Linked DNA regions of Mus musculus: all the other regions are linked to region 1. The links are chromatin contacts, called in public Hi-C and promoter capture Hi-C maps. All regions are on one chromosome and are shown on one strand. Each heading gives the region's core, a stretch centred on a gene start, on an enhancer-like site or on the middle of the called end of the contact. The rest is flanking DNA. Distances are from core to core; before and after follow the strand shown.

The links. Promoter capture Hi-C pulls out the DNA fragments that hold promoters and counts their contacts. A called contact is a pair of places that touch in the nucleus more often than the background predicts.
Region 2: a Hi-C map of uterus shows a contact between it and region 1, with 3 times the contacts expected there. The contact joins the enhancer-like site here to the promoter of Coq2 in region 1. A contact is called at or near these places in 2 of 39 promoter capture datasets (the C10 cell line and hematopoietic stem and progenitor cells), 2 of 15 datasets of contacts at CTCF or cohesin (CD8 T cells and large pre-B cells), 4 of 484 Hi-C or Micro-C datasets (the HL-1 cell line, bone marrow-derived macrophages and uterus), 3 of 115 datasets of contacts at active chromatin or transcription factors (the HPC-7 cell line, microglia and vascular smooth muscle cells) and 3 of 9 other capture datasets (adipose tissue, liver and pancreatic islet).
Region 3: a promoter capture Hi-C map of neutrophils shows a contact between it and region 1, with 4 times the contacts expected there. The contact joins the enhancer-like site here to the promoter of Coq2 in region 1. A contact is called at or near these places in 11 of 39 promoter capture datasets (3T3-L1-derived adipocytes, the C10 cell line, the HPC-7 cell line and 7 more), 3 of 15 datasets of contacts at CTCF or cohesin (CD8 T cells, the NIH/3T3 cell line and large pre-B cells), 38 of 484 Hi-C or Micro-C datasets (8-cell embryo, B cells, the Ba/F3 cell line and 28 more), 13 of 115 datasets of contacts at active chromatin or transcription factors (CD8 T cells, the HPC-7 cell line, acute myeloid leukemia and 9 more) and 6 of 9 other capture datasets (adipose tissue, bone marrow-derived macrophages, embryonic stem cells and 3 more).

What each region holds. Positions count from the first base shown.
Region 1 is chr5:100,672,654-100,675,701 of GRCm38.p6, reverse strand. It overlaps Coq2 (coenzyme Q2 4-hydroxybenzoate polyprenyltransferase), which reads left to right and starts at 1,446. Exons shown (of 7, transcript NM_027978.2): 1 at 1,446-1,713. The coding sequence starts at 1,461.
Region 2 is chr5:100,604,397-100,607,582 of GRCm38.p6, reverse strand. No RefSeq gene overlaps it. Among named protein-coding and RNA genes, the nearest start is that of Plac8, 34 kb to the right of the region's middle. Within about 2 kb of position 1,397, at least 79 of the 459 cell types and tissues checked have an H3K27ac peak or open chromatin away from gene starts, as enhancers often do. A contact at or near this core is called in the HL-1 cell line, adipose tissue, pancreatic islet and 1 more, where this site is marked.
Region 3 is chr5:100,580,558-100,583,651 of GRCm38.p6, reverse strand. No RefSeq gene overlaps it. Among named protein-coding and RNA genes, the nearest start is that of Plac8, 9.9 kb to the right of the region's middle. Within about 2 kb of position 1,616, at least 95 of the 459 cell types and tissues checked have an H3K27ac peak or open chromatin away from gene starts, as enhancers often do. A contact at or near this core is called in B cells, the Ba/F3 cell line, CD8 T cells and 20 more, where this site is marked.

The sequences.
Region 1 (3,048 bases), core at 197-2,696:
GGCCACAGACATCATGTCACAAAAGCAAAAGGTTGCTATTGACCCTCTATGGAGTTAACAGAACAGGGCAGAGAGCCATGGTCGCTCCTGCTTCATGCTAATAACTATTCTTTGGACTCAGTCTAGTCTTTACTTTTATAATGTCCTACTACCACTGCAGGACAAGTTGAAATGGGTTTGAGAGTGAAAAAGTTAGTGGACTTTAAAATACATTTTTTTCAAATAAAAAAAAAGCAATTTTAAAAAACAGCTTTATCATCCTTTCCCTCTAAAATAGAAAGCATTCGCAATGATTTTTGCATTTTAAATATTGTGTTGGGAACTCCAGGCAAATGGAAATAGTGTGCAAGTGTGAAAGAGCCTCGTGTTTGGCATGGCGGCACCTATGCTACCTGAAAGGGTGCTTGAAAATAAACAGCGTGGAGGCAACTTTTGGGAAAAGAAAGGAGCCTCAAAGGCCGCAAACCTGTAGAGGAGCTCAACTGGCAAGCAGCAGATGGAGCTAAAAGATCAAAGGACCAGCAGCGCTTCCCAGACTGCAAAGGCCAGCGCGCCCCCTGCTGCACCTTCCTCAAGCGCCAGGCCAGGATCACAGAACTCACTTCATAGGCTTTAAGGAAGGGCACCGAAAAGGATACACCACCATCTCAAAACACTAAAATCCAGATAAGCGACTTGTCCAGAGCCAGTCAGTGAGGGGTTACCGTGGAATAACACATACCAGGTACCTGCAAACATGCAACGGCCAACTATATTAACAAGGGTCGCATAAAGTTGGTTATTGTTTTGTTTTTCTTTGTTTTATTTTTCAAGACAGGGTTTCTCTGTGTAGCTCTGGCTGTCCTGGAACTCACTCTTTAGTAAGCTGGCCGAAAACGTAAAGATCTGACTGCCTCTGCCTCCCGAGTGCTGGGATTAAAGGAGTGCGCCACCACCACCTGGTTATGAAGTTGTTCTTGAGTGAAACTGCATCCTTTTTAGCTGTCAAACTTAGGTTCACCTCGAGTAAAGAATTTCCCTTAAGTATATAGATATAGATAGATATACTTAAATTCATATATATGTATATATATGAGTATATGTATATATGAATATACATATATAAAAATTTACATAATTTGATTTGGCTTTTTGTTTCCCTTTTAGTGTTAGAAGGTGAACATTCCATGTAGTTAACATTTTTGGACTTAAGTTTTTCTTTTTATGGTAGAACTATTCCATACAAATAAACAAACACTCTCCTTTTGAGTTCATTAAGAAGCCTGGAGATGGAGAGATGGCTCAGCGGTGAACAGCACCTGCTGCTCTCCTTACAGAGGACCCAGGTTTGATTTCTAGCACCATACGGCTCAGCCCGGTCTGTAAATCCAGTTCCAGGAGCGCGCGCGCCACCACTGCGCATGCCTGCCCGCGGCCCGTCGCCCTGGATGACGCCACCGACCGGCGTCCAGCCTGGCGCCATGCTGCGCTGGGGAGGCGCGGGGCTCGCGCGGGGCCTGCGGGCCGTTCGGTCCGCATGGCTGCGAGGTCCGCGCGGGCTCCCATTGGCCCTGGTGCGCAGCGCAGGGGTTCCGGGCGCGCGGGATCGGCGAGCCCCGGCCCCCGGGACGCAGCGGGGCCGAGCTCTCAGCCTGTCGGCCGCGGCCGTGGTGAACTCGGCGCCCCGCCCGCTGCAGCCCTACCTGCGCCTCATGCGCCTGGACAAGCCCATAGGTGAGTGGGGCGGGCTGGGCTGCGCTGCGCTCGACAGCCTGCCTGCCTGAGGAGCAGGGCCGCAGTGACCGCGACTCCGCTGCGATGCACCCATTGGGCCAGTCCCCTCGGGACTCGGTCAGGACCTTAGCCAGGGACACGCAGATTTTCCCTCGCTCTGAGCCGGGAGTCCCGGAGGCGGACGTTGATAATCACATATTCCCAGACCATTCCACAAACTCCAGACCACTCCTACCCCATTCAGATGTGAGCAGGTGCTCCTTTGCTTTCACGAAGCTTTTGATTGTTGATTTGCAGTTTTGAAGCATTTCTGCATTCATTAGTTTTCGATTTTTGCCTCCAATTATGTAAGGCCCAAGGGGCATGTAAGTAAGACTATTGAAATCAAGGCTCCTCGTCAGAGCCAGACCAGAAGGACCCCAAAAGTGTTACTACTGGGCTTTTTTTCCCCCTCATCACCGGTTACAAAGATTGAGAGCATCTGAACACAGCCGGGTTATCGTGCTTTAGAATTGCCCGCCAACGTAAACTCACACAAGCCTCTCTATGACCTTCTTTTTCTCAGTCTTTTTCATCAAAGTGCTCACGGACTATTGACACCTGTGACACAATATAAGCTCCGTCTGCACGCAAGGTTTCTGTCTAGTTGGTAAAACGATGCCCGGAGTTGTAGATGAAGTCACCTGGCCTTAGTGACAGAATGAGCTAGGAAAACTACCAGCTTTGAAAGAATTTGTTTCTGGCTGGAAAAGACAGTTGATAACCTAGGAAAGTATGGAAAAGTATCAGAGGTATAGGTCATGCACAGGAAAAGAAAAATAACTTACTGTCTCCAGAGTTCGAACAACTGAAAAAAATAGTACTCCAAAGGAAATGCTATATTATAGAGTAGAGAGGTCTTGGAGAAATATTTTCAAAATCCAAGGGTAGCTAAATATGGTGGCTCACATCTATAGTCTAACATCCAACGGCAGGAGGGCTGATTCAAGTTGCAAGTCAGTCTGGGCTTTATATTCTGAAATAAAAGCCAAACAAACAGACTTAGTGCTGAAACATTAAGACTAGGAGCCTGACCTGCAACCCTGGAAAGATGTAGGAAGAGGGATACAACTGAATTCCAGCTAATCTAGATGTCAGTATGTACAGTTTCAGCGTATGGAAGAACATCCAAATGCCAAACTTATTTGTTCTGCCTTTACCTATCCAGGACCCCCAACGTGGCCCCGTTTGGGTTTGGTGTTTGTTTTTGGACAGGGTCCCATATGTGTCTTTGGCTAACCTTGACCTCCTGCCTCCATTTCCCAGTTGCTAGGACTGCAGGCACTCTCCTCCATG
Region 2 (3,186 bases), core at 148-2,647, 68 kb after region 1:
ACACAGTATCACACTGCCCTCTACATTTGTATCAACAGATTAGCCCAGCTCTTGGATTTCATCATAGAGTTTCTTTGCACAAAGGATGGAGGTTAACACAGAGACTTATAACTGGTCAAACTATAAAGAAGTGTCTGTGGATGCTCAGCCACAAACGAGAAATCTATATCACACCTCCTCCCCAAGGCTCAGGGCCATGGTGGAGGAGGGGTAGAAAAATTGGAAGAGCCAGAGGTCAGGAAGGACTGGAGTGAAACTGTCTTCTGGACCCCACACGGCCACTGTGCTCATGAGCTCACAGCAGCTGGGGTTCCTACAGAAGATCTATCTGCCCAAGAGTGAGTCTGTCAACATTCCAGCAGAGCTGGAAGTGCTCCTAAGCCCCTCCCCTAACTGAGGAGTGAGCTATGCACAGCTGATGGTTTCTGGGGGAGAGAGAGTCAGTTTCATTAAGGCTGTGGCTCCTGGGGGGTCGCATCAGTTGCTCCAACTGATGGTCTCACACCCAGGAATACAAAGGTAGTGCAAATTAGACCCCACAACTTATTAAAATCAACAAAAATGAACACAAAGTTGGAACATAGGGACGTGGGGGTGAGTCTTGGAAATTTTAAGAAGAATAGGAGTGAATACAATGAAATTTCAGTGAATAAAAAATTTCAAAAAAATCAGTAAGAATACTATTTTAAACATTATCTTCCTTAACTTTTATGTTTTTAAAATATCACTTAATCGAAGTTATAAAACCAGGGAGTGGTGGGACATGCCTTTAATTTGAGTTCAAGTGTGGTCTGGTCTACTGAGCAAGTTCCAGGACAGCCAGGGCTCCACAGAGAAATCCTCTCTCAAACACAAACAAATGAACAAACAGGTTATAAAATGCTTGTGTAAGAAAATAGACTCAAGGGGCCTGCAAGATGGCTTAGCACAGAAAGGCTTTGGCTGCCCAGCCTGAGACCCCGAGTTTGGTCCCTGTAACCCCTGTGCTGAAAAGAGCCAACCAAGTCTGTAAATTATCTTCTGATGTCCACTTGTGTACTACAGCAGGCATGCACACAAGTGATACATATACATACAATAAGTAGGCGTTTTTATTTTTAAAGGAAACGAGACCAGCAACATGCCACGGACGCCGACTGAGTGTGCAGGCAGGCTGTGTACTCTGCTTTCTTTCTGCTTTGGGTATGCTTGAAGCATCCATAAACAGCCCTGCCCACTTGTCAAGCAAAAGACACGACACTGGTGATTTTATTTCCCCTGAAAATGTGTGGTCTTGCTATATAAACAGCCTCATCATCCTGAAAATATGTGCTTTTCCTCCTTCAGAGCCCTAACATGGTATCTGATGCCTCTCTATGTCCTCAAGAGTCTGTCCGCTCTGGGAATCGTTGTCCGGGCTAGCTTAGTCTGCCTGGGCTTTTGTAACAAGCAGCCCTGCCTCCTTCTTCTCTCTGTCCACATGCTTCACAGAGAGGCAGTGAAACAGTCCTTCTGGATCTTGGACCTCCCCTCTGCTCAGAAGAGACTTGTGCGTGGCTCTCTCTCATTTTTCTTCTCTTACAGTCTTTTCTCATTCCCTGGACATCTGGACTCAGGCATATTTTGAATCTGAATCTGGCGAGTGTCCCCTAACATCAACCCCGTACTCTCCCAGGACCATCTGGGCTAGTGGCCAAGGGTTAACTCAGAACAAACAATCCATTAGCGCTGTGCACACTCGAAACCATTAATAAATAGCACGCATGTTCAGAATCTGTTATATGGTATAAAGTACAAATGGGTTTTTATGACAGAGTATTAAAGTGGCGTCTATCCGTCCCTCTCGCCCCTTATCATTTCCCCGGGGTCACAAATAAGATCATGTTTAAATAAAATCAGCAGTGTAGTATCTTTTGCTCGACAAATGGACAGGGCTATTTATGTAAAGATCTGTGTCACATGGCATATTCTTCATGGTGTCACCTGGTCAATGTCAGCATAGTTTCTTCCCAGTAAGAGAATGAAAACTCTCTGGCACATAATTGAGAAAAAATATACATATACATACATACATATATATATATATACATACATATATATATACACACACACACGCACATACACACACACATATATATGTATATATATAATTTGAGTTATATATATATATATACAAATTAATTATATGGAATACTGTAGGAAGTTATGACTTGGTTGAAAATGTTTGAAATTTGTCTGTCTGCAACAGCTACCATAAACAATATAAGTAGGAGCTGAGGTTAGAACACAGTAGCTTGTAACAGGCATAAGAACCATTTGGCACAAGCAGACTCCATTTTTGCTGTTGCTTTGAGACAGGTTCTTAATGTAACTCAGCCAAGCCTTAAACTCGGGAAACTCTTGTTTCACCTTCCCCAGTACTGCGATTACAAGCATATACCATCATGTCCAGTGTGCAGAGTTTTTTTAATCCAGAGTTTTCCCCTTGTCTTTAAACAATTATTTAAAAATAATCTCGATTAGCTGGGCATTGGTGGCACACCTTTAATCCCAGCACTTGGGAGGCAGAGGCAGACAGATTTCTGAGTTTGAGGCTAACCTGGTCTACAGAGTGAGTTCCAGGACAGCCAGGGCTACACAGAGAAACCATGTCTCAAAAAACCAAAAAAAAAAAACAACAACAACAACAACAAATTCTTGCTTAGCAGGGAGCTGGAAAATGGGTCAGCACTTAAGAGCACTGATTGTTCTTCCAGAAGACCCAGTTCAATTCCCAGCACCCACATGGTGGCTCACAACCGTCTGTAACTTACCCATATACTATGCTGCCATATATGCAGGCAAAACACTAATACACATAAAATAAATAAAAAAATTTTAAATATTTTCATAAATTATTGCTGATTAGCTATCTGGTGGTTTTGTTTTGAGTTTCCCATATCTCTGGGATGAGACCTGCCTCAGTGTTCTAATCTGACCCTACATTTGAAAGTAGGGCAAGTGACACAGATGTTAAGGAATTAGTATCAATAAAACTCTTTTGTTAATTTTAGGCAGCAGAGTGATATAAGAGGAAAGGTTCTTAGGCCAAGATCACCCAAAGTCTTTTTTTTTTTTCATTTTAATTTTGTCTATAACATGGGTCATGTCCCAGCATTTTAAAATAGTAGTTTAGCAGCTGTGTTTTTATATAATGTCAACAAAAGA
Region 3 (3,094 bases), core at 367-2,866, 92 kb after region 1:
AGGTTAACGGGGGATGAGAGAATTTTCATGAATGAATGAGTGAAGGAGGAGGAGAAGGAGAAGGAGAAGGGAGGAGGAGGAGGAGGAGGAGGAGGAGGAGGAGGAGAAGGAGAAGAAGAAGAAGAAGAAGAAGAAGAAGAAGAAGAAGAAGAAGAAGAAGAAGAAGAAGAAGAAGAAGAAGAAGATCGCCACTGAAGGCGAAGTCTACCAACAAGTAGTAAGTTAGCTGCTGGTAAGAGGAGAGAAGCAGGACCCTTTCCCCTGCTGAAGCATTTCCTGTGAGATCATCAGTCATGCAGAGTCATACACTATGCCCAGGGGTCAAGGCCAACATTAGCATACACAGACATGCTGACGTCACCCGAACTTTGATACGATCTGAGAAGAGGTCAGAGGAAACCAGATGGAAAGGTGTCTGCAAAGTAACAGGCCAACCTTCTTCAAACATGTCAACCCCAAGAGAAAGGGGAGAAACACACATGCCTCAGTCAGTGGAGGGGGGAGGGGGACAGAGATGGCAGTGCAATTCAGGGTGCGATCCAGGCCAGCTTCAGAAACACAGAAAAGACGAACTCTGGAGAGTCAAGTAGTGTTTGTAGTCTACTTTATGTTATTGACCATGGTCCATTTCTGAGATTCTTTTATTGAAAACCCAGTAGATTTGTCTGGGGGGGGGGGGGCAAACAAAGAAAACAAAAACAAAACCCAAAAAATCCACAAAGAACATGTATTGATGGAGCTCTGTTTTCACCCCGTCTCCTGGGCCACAAAAACTTTAAGTATCAAAACTCTATTCTGGATTGAGTTATCACGATAGTGATTACTAATAGATAATTATTCAAACTGGTGGACCAATGAGGGATGGTATTAGAGAAAGCTGTATGCCCACACTCATTTATAGCGAAAGACATAGTGAGATCAAGTTAGGTTTGTGCACTTTTGTTGGTGAGTAACATCTATGAAAAGAAAAGAGGAAGAGAGTTTGGGCAGAGAGCCATGAGACACCGACAGTTAGAACCTAGCCGTTGGACCAGAGAGATGGCTCAATGGCTAAGATACCGGCTGAGATCCCAACACCCATGTGGCAGCCATGAATGCTGCCTATAATGTCATAACTGTCTATAACTCTGCCTCCAAGGGATCCGATGTCTGTTCCCCTTTGGGCACTCAAGGGATGCTCAATCACACATGCAGGCAGAACACCCATACACACAAAATAAAAATAAACAAATTTCAAAACAACCACAAAAATTTCAGCTGTTAACTACAGTCCTCCCAGATGCTCTGGCTGCTCATCTTGAGGAGAGGCACTGCAGTGCAGTCAACATTTGTGATGGAGGCTCAGCCCGAGGCCTCCCTCTCTGAAGCCAGAGACTGACTTGAGCATGTGACCTAAATCAATGCAAACGATTTCTAAAAATTATGGAGATAGAAAGAAAAAAACCCCTTCTCTGTTTTTTTTTTGTTTGGTTTTGGTTTTGTTTTACCTAGAGCGGGAGCTGCTATGGCTGGGGGTTCCTCTGCCCAGCCCTCTGGAATGAAGTCTTGACTGTAGAGGGCCTACAGCAGGCAGGCAACGAGTCAGAGGAGAGAGGACGGTAATATTCCACTCCTTACCCAAGACCCTGGCTCTCCTCGGCTAACTCTCCTGGGAGTTGAGTCCTGAAAGCAAGCTGCTCATCGGCATAGCTGACCTGAGCCAGCAATTACTCATCTGAAAGACCTTTTTCCTCTTTGTTGGAAGAAGCTTGAATTCAATGTAATTCCTGTCCCTTGACAGCTTAAAGACGTGAGCAGCCCTGTGTTTGAGATTATCCTGCCCTGGCAGCAGCAGACTATTGTTCAAGAGAAGGACGATTGGTTGTTTTAATCTGATCTTTTTAACTTTCATGTAAACGATGAGAAGTCACTGCTTCCCACAGCCCGAGTTCCAGAGCAGTGTGACCAGAGAGCCTACCAGGGAGCACAAATGGTTAAATTGGGGATCTAACTTGTTTGCACTGGGCAAGGACTCTGCCACCAGGCTACACTTCTAGCCCCTTCCCCTTAAATATTTCTTTCCTTATTTATTTATTTTTTTAGATTTAAAATGTTTTATGTCTATGACCATTTTTGCTCACATGTATATCTGTGTACCATGTGTGTGCCTGGGGCCTTCAGCAGCCAAAAGGGCATCCAGACTCCAGGCAATGGAGTTATAAATGGTTGTGAACCACTGTGTGAATGCTGGGAATTGAACCCAGATCCTTGCAAGAAGAACAAGAGCTGTATCCCTCTGGACTCCTCCCTTCCTGAAACCTTTCTTAAAGCTTAAACCGCTGTAGACCTGACAGACAGAGATGCTGTAAAGGTGGGGCAAAAGTTTCTGGGTATTTCCCATGAGGTTAGCCTCACCTGTGACCATAGCAATGATTATAAACAGAAGTACGAGGCACTAAAAGCTGATGATGAAGAAAATTATTACCTATAGAACAACAATGGTGCACGCCTTTAATCTCAGCACTCGGGAGGCAGAGGCAGGCAGATTTCTGAGTTTGAGGCCAGCCTAGTCTACAAAGTGAGCTCCAGGACAGTCAGAGCTATACAGAGAAACCCTGTCTCGGAAAAAAAAAATTCTTAGAACAACAAAAAATGGGAGTATGTATTAAAGGAAGTATCCTGTATCAATCAGGAAAAAAAATGAACTTTTTGATAAGTGATATTGTTGTAACTGGATAGCCCTGAGATGAAGATATGATTGTCTCTCTTCCTCCTGCTACACAAAAGAATAAATTCCAAATAAAATTTAAACACAAACCAGCAGCAGTCATGAGAACTGGAAGACAGCACGGATGGAGTCTTGATAACACAAAGCAACAGAAATTTCCTATGATTCAGATTTTTGATGAATGAGAGGAAATAATAGTGTAATGTCATTCCTACCAAGAACTTGAATTTACAAATTCACTCTGGGGTACTTTGTTTCCCAAAAGCCCATCTGAGGCAGCCTCGGGTCCCCAGCTCAGTACTATTGAGATGGCAGACCCTTTAGTGACGGAGGCTAGCAGGAGTCCTATGTGGAGAATATGCCCTGCAAGGGACTGAGCAACCCTAG